2 separate regions of the Anser cygnoides genome follow, and region 1 is linked to region 2. The links are chromatin contacts, called in public Hi-C maps. All regions are on one chromosome and are shown on one strand. The core of a region is the stretch at or near the end of the contact, and the rest is flanking DNA. Distances in the headings are between cores, read along the strand shown. Region 1 has its middle 33 kb from the start of SLC5A7. Region 2 overlaps ST6GAL2 (ST6 beta-galactoside alpha-2,6-sialyltransferase 2).

Region 1 (6,933 bases), core at 4,107-6,606, 340 kb before region 2:
GGGCAGTCAGAGGGGGAAACGAGGGGGCACACAGTGCTCTTTGGGGAAGGAGAAAATGAGGCAATATAAACCTGACCTACAAGGGAAGGGAGAAAATAAGGCAATATCAAACTGACCTACAAGGGAAAGGAGCAATCAAATGTGTCATTGCAACTGGGAGCAGTGAGACATTTCTTTTTATTCTTTTTTTTTTTTTTTTTCAAATTACAGAACAATCAGTATTTCATTCCATTTCGAAATGGAAAGCCGTTCCTTATTCATTAAAAATGTACGTTCCATAAAATATGGATCAGCAGCAGGCCCCTCTGGTGAACAGTGAGCTACAGTCCTCCCAGTTTGAACTAAATTATTTGTGTTGGTTTTACGATCTGGAATGCAAAGTCGTGTGCTCTGGTGCTTCTTTCTGAAGTTTTAAAGCAATTTTATTATAATACTTGCAGCTTTTTAATGTCTGAACAAAGTAATACATTCAGGGGTTATGAGACGAAAAGAGGAAAGGAGACCTGAAAAGCACTGCTTATAATGGAAAATAATATTAAAAAAGCCATAAAACATTCTTGTGTTGAGGGAGGGGGAGAGGGAAGCGGGATTTAGTAATGGAACCTCAAAGTACAATCTCTTCAAATTTTAAGTGCTTTGTACTGAATAATTTGACTTGAATCTGAACCTACAGCTATAATTACAGGTCAGGTCTGAAACATGAATGGCCTTGTTGCCTTGTACAGATACAGACAACTTTGCCTAAGGATCTTCATTTCAAACACAATCTCAGTTCAGCACGGTCATGTAATGAAACTCTACTGATCTTACATGACATGCGTCATTAGTTATAGCCGTGAAAGAAAGTCAGAAGAACATGGAGAAATGGTTTGTTTTGTCACTACACAACAGAATCAAGCCCTGTCCTGACTTGATCTTGGATTTGAACTTAAAACATTTATCCTGTAAATTTGCCCAAAAACAAATGTAGAAAAGCTCTTAGGTTGTCCTGAATTGAAAGCAACTATAATCTCTGAATCTTAAATTAGAACTAAGATGCAAAAGATGCACATTTTGCTTTTCCTTTTAAACAGTTTTACTACACAGAAGTGTGCAAAATCTCCATTTCTTCATTGCAGGGGTTCTAACATAGAAATCTCACTTTTACTCATTTATTTAAAACGTGTTGGTTTCTTTTCTGTTTCCTGCAAAAACTGAAAAGACATTGAAAAAAACTCCCTTCTCTTCTAATTAATGAATGCACAAGCTTGAAATCCATCTGAAGATTAAGGGCACTGTCTTCTGTATGTAGTCACACTAAATTAAATGTTATTTATAATTTGTAGGAATGCTGAGTAGGAGCATATATAAGCTGCAATATATAAGTTTTCATCCATTATTTTAATGAATATACTCATTCCCTAAATCTTACGCATATTTATTTCCGTGTTGGAAGAGTACTCTGTACAGATTTTTCAGAGTTTAATGCTAAACCTCCTTAAACTTCTCTGAACTAAATTCGTTTGAGATGCACTAAAAATTACCCCATTCTTCTGGGTACTACATTACTACTGTAAGTTCTTACCAAGCATATTCATAAATATTGTGGTGCAAAATGTACATTATATAGAATTATTCACCAACCAGACATATATGCATTTATTCTTAAAGCCTGAGCTGTGTCACACTGAACACCCTTTCTCCAGATGAAAATTCATGAAATGTCCTTGAACTTCAGGGCTGGTCATTGGTGCCTGCTACAGCTGCCACTGAAGTCAGTGTGAGTGCTTTTATTGATTTCAGGGAGAGTTGGCTTTGCTTTTTGCAGCAAATACTATGGCTCTTAGTAAAGGAAGACACCCACCAGACACCTGGCAGAGCTGCTCCTGAGCAACGATGGCAGATTCAGACCCACAGCCCTTTGACCACCTTGGTTGGACTTTGATGTCTTTTTTTTTTTTTTTTTTTTTGCTATCGTGACATGAGGATGTGATACATCCTGAAGATATATCACAAGATAACTGTGTTGTTTTAAGGAATCTGTCTCAAAATCAAAATCTGAAAATTGCTTATTTGAATAAGCAAAGTATAATTCAAAACCTCTGGCAGATCCCTGAAGATATTGAGGAAAGCAAACCTTCTATTAAACTCATCCCTTTGAATGTCACAGACATCTGAGCACAACCTGTCTCATATTTTCAGTATAAATTGTAAGTCCAATAATTGTGCTCTATGACACACAGCTATAACTTTGTCTTTTAATATTTGAGCCATTGACTCTGTGATCATTAGAGCTTCATAGACATAATATGCTTAGCATAAAGCAATTTTTGTAAACAATCTACTTTCAATAGGCAAAGCTGCTAGTCTCTCAACAAGAATAGTTATGGTTTCAACTTTGCTCCATTCACAGGAATCTGTAAGTTCTCTTTTCAGAATAACACCTTTTACACAGTATGCCTAATTTTTACTGCCACAGACTTCTGTTGCTGTCTCTTTGAAATGCCTCTCATTTACACATTTAATCTTCTTTTCAAGGGTTTAACACTTGGCTGTATACATTCACAGCTGTGACAAATTTCACCTCTAAGTCTTAGAGCTTTTTTTTTTCACTGGTATTTCACAGAAATCTGTACGGTTGTCCTTAACTTGAAGGAGTGCAGAAGCAGCAGCTTATGAAATCCAGATATTTCTCTGCATTTCTGCAGCCCACAACAGACGCCTAGGTGATTACAGTCAGAACCTCTTCCAAGTGAAGGCACAGAGACAGAAATCGCAGTGGTAGTGTTTTCAAGGTCCCTGCCAGCCCACTGAAATCCACGGGAGCTGAGGTTGCTTCATACTTCTGATGGTGGGGAGGGGAATATTCTGCCACTTTTCCCACTTTTCCCACACTGGCTGTGTGTGCAATGACAGTCCTCTAAACCCAGACCTTGGAAAAGGCAGAGCCTGCCTATCCCTTTCTTATGGTGACTGGGGAAATATGTAGCTATTAAATCACTGTGAAAGAAAATGTTCTTTGCTCCTATAAGCATCTCAACTCCTTGTGGTAACTTTCTGTGTGAACCCCAGTTTGTCACATGGAGTCCCTGGCCATGATGGATGGTTTGAGCGTGGGATGACAGTGAAGGCCTTGGGCATGAGCTGTAAACAGAGTCTGCCCAACTATAAACACCTCTGTGATGGAAAATTATTTGCTGTTGAAGAAGTGCAACATTGAGAGCTGAGGAGAAATTGCTGTAAGTATAACAAAGAAGAGAAGCAACAACAAAGCACAAAAACAAGCCTAGCTGATCAGCAGGGTATGGCTGCTGAAGCCTGGGAAAACAATGCACAGTGTTTTGCCCGGGGTGGAGGCCAAGGCCTTTAAGGCATTGAGAAAAATGGAAACATCTTGTAAAAGCTTGAGATCCTGCATTTGGGGAGGGGAGTGGGGTTGGTGTCAGGTGAGCCTCTGAGTGCCTCGAGCCCTTGCAGGGACCCCGCTTCTTTCTGCTCCAGCATCTTGACACCTGATGCACCTTTCTGACCCACCAGCCAATCTCCCAGTTGTGCTGATGGCCGTGGGTGCCTGAGCATGTGCTTTCTCCCACCTGATCTGCACTCTTGTTTCTAATGTTTGAAGCCCTCCATAAAGGCTGACTGCATGATAAGTAATTTTGGACTAATTATAGTTTTGGCCAGCAGCAGCAGTGTCCTGCTGAAATTATAACTGGTTAGTGCGAGGTGGGGTAAATAACCGGTTCTGCTGGGTGAGTCTAAACCACTCCCAGCACTCTCTTCTACCTCATTTGTGATGAGTCTTACCACCTTTCATCCATAGCTCTTTGCAAAAATGTCTGTCATCCACCTCTGACGGGTTGAGGAAATGAAGATGTAGAAACAGTAAGGCACATGAAGGTACCTACATGTCACTGCACTCAGCTGGAACTGTATGCTGCAAAGCAAAGAGTATTTGTCTGTTTGTGGGTCTATCTAAATGGCATACAAAGGATTAACGTGAAGTAATTACGGATCTGGAGGCAGACTTAGGACTTTGCAACTGAGCACTGTGGCTCAAGCACATACAGGAGACTAAGTGGTAGGTGGATGACAATGTGTTTAAATGGAATTTCCACCTTCATAATACCTATATAATTGTCCTGTTGAGATTTTAATGGCAGAAAATTGACACTGAGGTATGAGCAAACAGGAAAAAAAATGTGCTTATGACTGAAAAATGATTGGATAAAAAGATCTAAGCAGCTGAATCCAGCATGAACAACTATTTTGTGTGTGTTGACTGTATTTAAACCTCCTCTAGGTTATAAACAGTTGCTGGAATAGGTGTACATATGCAATGGAGAAATTAATTATAGGATTGGGCACCTGAGGAATGCAAAACAGATATAGGCCAATCTGTCTGAAATCCAGATGGTAAAGGGTCAGGTCCCAGGATCTTGTTCCCATAGACTTGTCCCAGTGCTTCACACCTTTCACTATTTGCTGCTTCAGGAAGGAAAACAGGCTGGGATGCTCTGGGGAGAAGGATGTAGTGATCTGCTTACACTACTACAGAGCAGCTGCGCCCCTTAATTCAGAGCCTGTCCTGTCCAGACTAAATCCTGAGGGAGAGCTAACCTCAGGATAACTGTGTATAACCTTAGCTGTACACAGTTATACACTCAGTTTTTTAGAGCTGCTCAGTTATTACCTACTTGTCAAAAAAGATGGGAACCCAGATGAGCTAGGTCCATACTTTGGTTCAGAAGCGAACCAGTCTCAGGGCTCATTTCCTGGAATTTCCTCATCTTTCTCATCATTTTGGTGAATAATTTCACAAAAGTTTTGGGTTGCCAGCATACATAGTATTGATATCCTTCAATAATTGGATCATACCTGCCTCATTCACTGTGTTGGTGATGTAAAGCACTGGGATTGTTGATATAAGAAAAATAAAAACAAATTGCCCCTAGTATGAAACTTGGAATGGCAACTGTAGCAGCAGATATCCTGACAGTGTGACTACCTTAAAAAATAGAGATGCTTAGAAAAACAAAACCACAGTAGCATAAGTACACAAAAGAATCTTTAACAAATAGGTTCGGTGCTGAGGTCAGTGGGAGCAGCCAGAGAACAGCACCTACACACACACAAACACACAAAAAGTCACTCCGTATGTTTTCAATTGGAGGCCAGTACATAAAAGAGTGGAATGTGAATCTTCCTAATGCTTAAAGAATACAGAAAGAGTGGTGCTTACTAATTATCTTTTAAATTGGCTAATATGTCACCTGATGAGTATGTGCCTCTGCTGGGCCATCTGGGAGCTTAGTAGCTGCATGAGACATTAGGTTACATTACAAAACATGTAGGAATTCATTATCTGGGGCAATTCTCTACCAGCCATCGAGCTATTCCCCTTACTTGGAGCCAATGATTTTACTTTCCCATGAAACCTACTCTGTATTCACTCCCTAAAATAAGTACTAATTAGCTAAAGATAAGAGTCAAATAAACCACTTTAATTGGGAAACAGAAATTGGCAGTTAAACATAAAAGTGTGTATGTAAATATGCTGATTATCCTTAGCGTTTGATAAATTATCTCTTTTCTGTGTAGAACACAGGTATTTGTTCCTCTCAAACCGTGAGAACATTGCTATCATCTCAGTGTCTTAATTACATAAATTGAAAGGAAGTCCCAAATAAAGAAATTAACTCTATTTTGCCTATCTGGGAGATGCTAGTCTTTGTCTTTTTGCCCTAGTAATATGCTTCTTTAGGTACCTCTAGTCAAAAAGTGAAAAGCATTCTACCTTTCATTCTTCCTTCATGTTGTGAATTACATGTAATTTTTTATTTTTATTTTTTCACTGAGACAGTGTGAGAAACATTGACACGACTTTATTTAAAGGCTTCACTTTAAGTTTCTTGCTTTGAGTTTTATATTGTACCTTGTGCATTTCAAATTCCGATGTACTAGTTCAAATAGAGCTTTGCAATCACATTAAGCTGAGAGCTGCAAAATTATTTAAACCGACAATTTCGGTAATTTTGTGTCAAAATCTTCAGGACAATGTATATGTTCTTGTGCAATGTCTCAGCTCTGGGATCAGTCTCTAATGGAAAAGCCTTCTACCAGAACATTTTCAGCCACCTCGACACTCCAATCTTACAAGGTCATTCACCGTGAAGCAGCAAGGTCATAGAGTAATTATCCTCTCTAGACACCTTGGTTTTATTAGCATGAGTGGAGTTATTACTGAGATGCTCTTCTCTATTTTGTCACAGAATTAACATATGTAAATATGACAGTAGGTTACGTCTACTTGGACTGAGCTTAATCTGATTCAGGGCCTGATTTTGAGGTCTTTGAACATGCATTAAAATTTAAATAGCACAGAATTGTCACAGCTGAACAGGTATTTTACTGTTTGCAGAACTGGTGCCATTCACAAAGCTAGTAATACTGCATTTTTGTGGAACTAGCATGGGATCAGCACAGAGCATCTAGGTTTCTTGATGGGGAAAAAAAGGTTACCTCAAACTTCAGAATACGAGTTTTGTTTAACTGTTTATTTTGAAAGGGGAAATCCAAAGCATTTTCTGAAAGAAATGATGCAAATTCGTTACAGAATAAGTGACAGTTATCTCAAATTATACCTATGAGCTTAGGACCAGATGACTACCAAGACTACTTTAATTTGAGTGAATGGCTGGTGACCTCCTGTCTGTCTTGCAATAACCTGAAAGGCTGTAGAGATCTCTTAGGACCTCCATATCCCCCATTTGGGATAGACTTTGGAATATTCAAAGACCTCATTGGAAGAGTCCCATGGAATACAGCCCTGGAGGGAGGAGGGGTCCAGGAGAGCTAGGTAGATAAACAAGGAAATCCTGATGAAACTTAGACGTAAAAATGAAGTGTACAAGAGGTGGAAGCAGGGACAAGAGAGCCAGGAGACATAGGAAC
Region 2 (6,675 bases), core at 267-2,766:
CTCAAAAATGAGTGTTAGTAGTTATGTTAATATCTCAGTGGTTCGTTTTGTAGTACATGTGCAGTATTGTAAGAAGGACGAAATGTACATTTCAAGCTTGCTTCCTGAGCAAAGAATTATCGCCTTCAGCTCCCTATAAAAACCTTCTGATGTACCTTTTGTTAATCCTCCCATCTTCCAGGACTTCACATCCCAATACCTGCTTCATCACACTCTATCATCTCTTTAACACAGATGGATTTCCTTTAAATCTCTGGGATATATTAGAGCCTCTATAATTACCAATCTGCTCTAATAGGTCTCCAACACAACCCAGGTGCCCTGCTGGCCTGCAGCAAAAGTCAAACCAGGGTAACCCTCAGTTTCACAGGAAGCCCCACTGATTTAGAAATCTCTGGGGTAAAATAGCTTAACAGCTCCTCCCTTCTCCAGTGTGTAATTCTTGATTGAAACAAATTCTTTGTTATCGTTATTCCCCATTAAATACGGTTCACACAAGTATGGATTAGTGCTGTACTGGCGAACCCAGAGAACAATTGGGGGAACCCCACACATTGTGACTTACTTACATATGGCTGTGTGCATCATGACACGTGCATGCTCAGGTACAGCCCAGGATGGGATTTGGTGCCCTTACACTCCTGTGTGTATCCATTCCCTCAGAAGGACCCAGGGCACAGAAAGCTTATGCCATTCACTTCAAAATAGCTTTTAGATTTAATTGGAATTTTTCCTCTGATGCCACCTAAAGGGAAGAGATGCTACTTTGTAAGGCCTATGCTGAAGTTTCAGATCTCCTCCTACCTATTTTACAGGAAAGCATGTGGGGCAGCAAGACTCACAAAAGACTTTATCTAAGTGTTGTGCAGGCCGTGGGCAGGTACTTTTGGCTGAGCAGACAATTGGGACCAGAATTGCAGGGGCCCAGCTGACTGACAGCAGCTAGATGGGTCTTAGTGGCCGTTGCTACTCCGTGGAAGTGCCAGCGTACTACAGATGTCATTCCAGTGTCGTCATCTTTATATGGAAAATGGAAGCTCCAGCATCTATTTGTATTGTTATTCATATGGGGAAGGAGCTATCTTCCCATGTGGAGTCCAGGTGTTATGTGGTGCAGCTGAGCTTACGGCCTTGACTTTCCACCTCTCCTCTAGTACTCTGAAAAAGTGAGAGGAATCTGAGCAGGAAGAGGAAGATCAGATTGTGTAAGATACACTTTTATTTATTTTTTTTATTCTGTGCATGCATAGCTGTAGGAGAAAACAGTCCCCTCACAGAGCTGGCATCAGGATTACAGCTGTTGTTTGAAACCACCAGCAGCCTGCCTGCTGTGAGGCACCTTGAATGGCTCCTCTTGGCTCTTTGGAGCCAGCTTGCCCAACCTGCCAAGCTATTCAGTGTCCACAAAGTCTGTGTCATTACGGAGTGGGGAAAAACACCCTATGCATGAGTTCTGGGGTTTGGGCCATGTGATGTACAGCCTTACTTGATGAAGTTGCTGTAGGCAAAGGCTTTTACTATTTATCCTCCTGAAAGAAAAAAAGGCTTGAGAAAGGAGCAGCACAGGACCTTTCTCTTCATATGCTTTTAGCGCCCTCTTCTGTATTCCTTTTAGAAATGCAGGCAGAAATTTTAATGAGTACTTTTGGTGCAATTGTGGGTGCCACTGCCCCACACTCGTTTTTTAATAAAAGTAAGTATGGAAGTCTGTGCCAATACAGCAAATACTCTCATCGTGGTTATGCTATTTAATGGGAGACCTAGTTGTTTTGTTATCATCAGGAAGTAACAGGGATCTGTGACCAAACCTCAAACTCTCTGTAACTTTGGAATGCTTATCTCCAAACACTAAGATACTAAGATTAAAGTTAGTTAACTTAAAAGCAGTTATTGTTACTGTGTGGCTGCATCCTATTTTTTTTAATAAAAATAGCTTTTTTTTTTGGAGTGAAAATTTTTGGAAATGCAGTGCACTGTCTCTCAACTAAGTTGTGAACCGTGCAATTCCCAATCCAATTCCCAACTCACACTTAAAAGATTTTCAAATAGTTGTCCAAACTTATATTTTAAACTCATAAGCAAATTTCAGATGTAAAGGACCTCTGTTTTTCTTTTCCTTCTCCAGAAGCGTAGAGTACCTGCACTTTCTATTGACTTCATGTCCTCTAGCTTCTACACAATCAAGATGCTTTTGCTTAGGCAGATGAAGGTTAGGTGTTGGGGATAGATATGTGGCTCCTGCGCAGGGACATGGAAGAAGCCTCCACTCCTTATCAGCCCGTGAGAAGTTGGGCTTAGTGGACGTTTGGCAAAATTTCTCATTTCAGACACATGTTCAGGCAAGCAAGTATGTCAGAGATTGAACTGCTGTCGTCATGTCACACAGTATTTTCTTGTCTGGAATACAAGAAGTGTGGAGTAAAGGTGTGAAAGGACAGAAGATGGGAGTTGGATAGGATCAGGCCTGAACTCCATAGAAGCATATTAGTTACCTTTGGAAACCTCTGCCTACTCCATTTTTGAGCTACACCCAACCACATATGAAGTGACTAGAGATAAACAAATGTATAAACAATTAAGGGATTACATGACCATTTTGGTCTGAAACATGTTTTCTGCTTCAATCTGGAGAAGCGATAAAAGTGAACTGTATAGGGGAATATTGACAAGGATAGTGTGTTTCTGGACAACAGGCATCATTTCTTCCTGTCCCTCGCTACTTTTGGGCTTTGATACCCCCTGAAAGGAAGCACTGGGTAGATGATTATCTTTCATCCAGCAGAGGACTGCATGTAGTATCTGTGCTTGACCCATACTTGACCTATAGCTGTTTTCTGTTCTGCATGACTCTGAGGTCAACAGCTTGTGGGGAAACTTTGACAGTTCAGCTCTGTTAGATCTTTGCTACCGAGGGATCCTTAGGTTTCTGTGTGTGAGCAGTTTTGTGGATTAACTTCCTAGACAGACTCTTTAAGACCTGTACTGGCCTTGAGAATAAGTTAGTTTGGTTAATAGGTTTGGGGTGGCCTGAGATTCTTCAAATATTATACAATACTGTGAAACTCAGGCTTATAGTTGAGTGTCATTATTGATTTGAATGTGTAGTTAGATACCCTTGCAATTAACATACTTTTGCATGTAATAATTCTTTGTAAATTTTGAAATAGGGATAGCAACCAATTGAACAAACCTTCCCATATTATTTTTATCCAATAAAGAGACATTTTTAAGTATTGAAAGCTGAATTTATAAATGATTGATTTTTTTTTTTTCCCTAGTGGATGTTGGTAATGGTAGATGCAAGAGGATTTTTGTTTGCTTGTAGTAGAACATTTTTCATTCATAGAATATAAAAATAAGGAAAAATGTGCAAGTTTTACATTAGTTTAATTCATTTGTTTTATTTTAGTATTCTGTATGACTAATAAAAATAATATAAACAACCCCCCTTATTTGTACTCCCAGATTCTCATGATGCTGTTCTAAGATTTAATTCTGCTCCAACACGTGGCTATGAAAAAGATGTTGGAAATAAAACAACCATGCGAATCATCAACTCCCAGGTAGGAGCTTCCTTTTGTGAATTCAAGTCAATGTCACTTCTGTACAAGATGACATTAAATTAACAACCTCTGAGAAAGTGTTGGGTAATCTGGGAAACAGCTAGTGATTTAACAGTCATGACATATAGAGCAGGTAGAAGTTCTCCCTTACAGGGATGTTTACATGTGCTGTCAGTGTAGAGTGATTGCAATAGTTACATGATATCCTTGTCTCAAAGAATTTGTTTGTAGAATTTCTCGTGTGTCCTACATCTGTAAAGGCTCAGCAGGGTGCCAGAGTCATAAGTACCAAAGACCTTTGCCACACCACCTCTGGGATCTTCACAAAGCCTGGGCTGTGGGGATTCCAAAGCTTTCTTCTTATATTCTCCAGTTCCCCAATTATTTCCGTGCTAGAAGGAGAAAGAAATGGGAACTGAGTGGTCTTAATGTATAACTTTAGGCAAGTCATCGTTCTTTAAAAATTTGGAGTGAACTATTAAAAAAAAAAAAAAAAACTTTTATGTCCGTTGGATATTACATCTGAGATGAGTTTGTTTATCTGAGTGGAAACAGAAAATGGGATTTTCTGCATATGAGTGTCAACAAATAAAGTATGCATTGAGCTATAGTGACACCTTATGGCTGTGAGTAGTTTTTTAATTTTGAAAAAAACATTGCCTGAACTCTGATCTTGGGCAAACTAAGCCTTTTTCCTCTTCATGAAATGCAGCTAAAATGTAGCAACAGAATTACTGTGAAATTTTATGAAATACCGACAGAGAGAGTTTAATTAGTCAATGCCAATAGTATGGTTGGCCACGAAGCATGATATGTACATAATGATTTTTGTTGAACACAGAAATTTCATTTGCAGCTTTTCTTATGAGTTCATTTTTTTTTCTCTGCTTTCAGCGATGGCTCATGCAATGTCCATCCTTGGTGGGTGTGTTCTCTGTATAAAATCATGTTCTTTGCCACCATATATAGAATACTTTTTGCTGCCATTCCCTTCACACTCGTTTTGTAGCTCTTTGTGACAATGCAGGGCAGCCTGGATATTTGAAACTATGTGGGTTAAATACGACTCCTGTTTTACTAACAGGAAGAAACCCAAAATATCTGACTTTAGTTGTGAAATCAATGTATAAGAGAACATTGATCTCAGTGTCATTTATTTTAACTTTTTTTTTTCTTCCTTAACTGGTCTTGATTTTACTTTTGTTTACTTCTAGCCGAAACATCGTGGTTGCTGACCATGCCTAAACTCCTGTCTTGGGGCAAGGAGGAGGGTTTAGAGACCTCATTTAGTTGACTAGTCCCACTAGACTCTCTGTAAGAAAAAGTGCCTCCAGGCAGTGATTTGAGCTTTGTTAGCTCCTAAGTGAATTCAGAGAGACTAAACGGCTAAATTAGCTGTTTTATGCTGTGTGGGATCCTCTGTGTTCACTGAGCTGATGTGGCACACTCCTGCTGTGGTGGTAATGGAGGCTCATGTGATCTTCTCTGCTGTGCTGAACATCACTTGGTCTCCACAAAGCTTCCGAAGAAACCACAGGGCATGACTAAAATTCAGGCCAGGTCGGCTCACACAGCTTCCTCACAAATATTTGTATTCCCACCACCTTTCTGCTCCTTTAAAGAGGTTGGAAGCTCTCTGTGATGTTCTCGCTTCCTGTTGGGAGACTGGCCTTTCCACCCCCAGGAGAGAAATCTTCACAGGTCACTTGATAAAAGTTGCTTGCTTTACCGATTCTGAAGATGCATAATCCATGCTGGCTTTCTGACCCTCCTCTCCTTACTGTAGGAAATTCCTGCATTCAGTGAATTAAAAGGCTGTTGTGGCCTTCTCCTTCCCTCATGTTCTCTGCTATGAAAGCCCAAAGGATGTGAAGGAAACCAGTGCAGCCACAACACACATTGTTATTCCAGAGGAAACTCATCTCATACATATGAATGCAGGCTCACTAAGAGCTAAAATTTGTGTGGACAACACCTCTAAAGGACTCTTGCTTGCTGAAAGGCAAGTGAGAGAGCTCCTTTGTGTGATAACTGTAGAATTGAGCTTTTAAAAGCTTGACCTTTTGGTCTGTTTACTCTGTAGTCTCAAGAAAGGAGTTTACATTCTCAGACAAAAACTGTTCTGAGAAATGGAGTTAGCTATGCTGATGGCAGCAAGACTAATGCTGTTCTTGTTGTAGAAAGCTGATGGAAAGTCATTAAGCTTAAAGTTTATGGTAGAAAGAATATTGCTATGGCAACAATATTATTTTTCTGAAGAAAAATATGCATAATCAAATACGGCTCATTGGATTCTAAAGGGAAATGAAAATTAGTATGAATTTATTTGTCTGGAACGTTGATTAGTTTAACAGCTGGAGCCAAATTCATGATGTTTCAACCAGTAGTGAAATCATTTGGTCCGATCCTTCCTGAGATTGGATGCACCAGGGATCAGAGAGATCTGGTTAAGCACGGAGAGTCTGGGAAACGAGAAACCAGCAGGAGTAAAAGGGAAACAGGGTGGGAGGATCAGAGTACCAGTAGATGTGGGAGGGAGTTACAAGAGAGCAGTAGATCAGAACAATTACCACTGTTACTTTAAAATCAAATCAAATAAAAGCACTATCACATGCCTGTTCCTGGAATTCTTTTTCTAGGTATACAGGCTTTTACTGTTATGGTCCAATTTGCCTTTATGAAGGTACTTCATATGAGACCTAATGCTGTTGAAATGAGAAAACAACCAAAACGAAGAAAAAAAAAGAAAAATGCAAAGACGAGAGTATCCTTGGGGGCTGCAGCACTTCAAAGAATGCTTCTCTGTGTCCAAAAAGTGGATCCTACAGACAGTGTGAAATACTGTAGCTTTTGTTTTAATGTTCCAGAACACAAAGTAATATTGATATACAATTATGCAGCATCTCAAGTGGTCTCATCACATCGCTTGCAGATGGAGAGTAATTCAGCGTACTGCTACTTAAAACTGTCATGAGTGCTGTTTATGACTAAGCTCTTTTTATTTTTTTTATTTTTTAATTTTTTTTTTACAAAAGAAGCTGCTTAAAATCAATCAGAATTAAAGTAGAACAAACAGCAGAGTGAGGAGGGCTGTTCATTTTAGAGAAGGATT

The links. Hi-C and Micro-C count contacts between places; a contact is called where the count stands out from the background.
Region 1: a Hi-C map of granulosa cells shows a contact between it and region 2, with 3 times the contacts expected there. The contact joins two enhancer-like sites. A contact is called at or near these places in 3 of 7 Hi-C or Micro-C datasets (granulosa cells and liver).

What each region holds. Positions count from the first base shown.
Region 1 is chr1:145,828,059-145,834,991 of Taihu_goose_T2T_genome, reverse strand. No RefSeq gene overlaps it. Among named protein-coding and RNA genes, the nearest start is that of SLC5A7, 33 kb to the left of the region's middle. Within about 2 kb of position 5,356, at least 1 of the 3 cell types and tissues checked has open chromatin away from gene starts, as enhancers often do.
Region 2 is chr1:145,487,097-145,493,771 of Taihu_goose_T2T_genome, reverse strand. ST6GAL2 (ST6 beta-galactoside alpha-2,6-sialyltransferase 2) reads left to right here. Exons shown (of 6, transcript XM_013190226.3): 3 at 3,466-3,563. Among named protein-coding and RNA genes, the nearest start is that of ST6GAL2, 160 kb to the left of the region's middle. Within about 2 kb of position 1,516, at least 1 of the 3 cell types and tissues checked has open chromatin away from gene starts, as enhancers often do.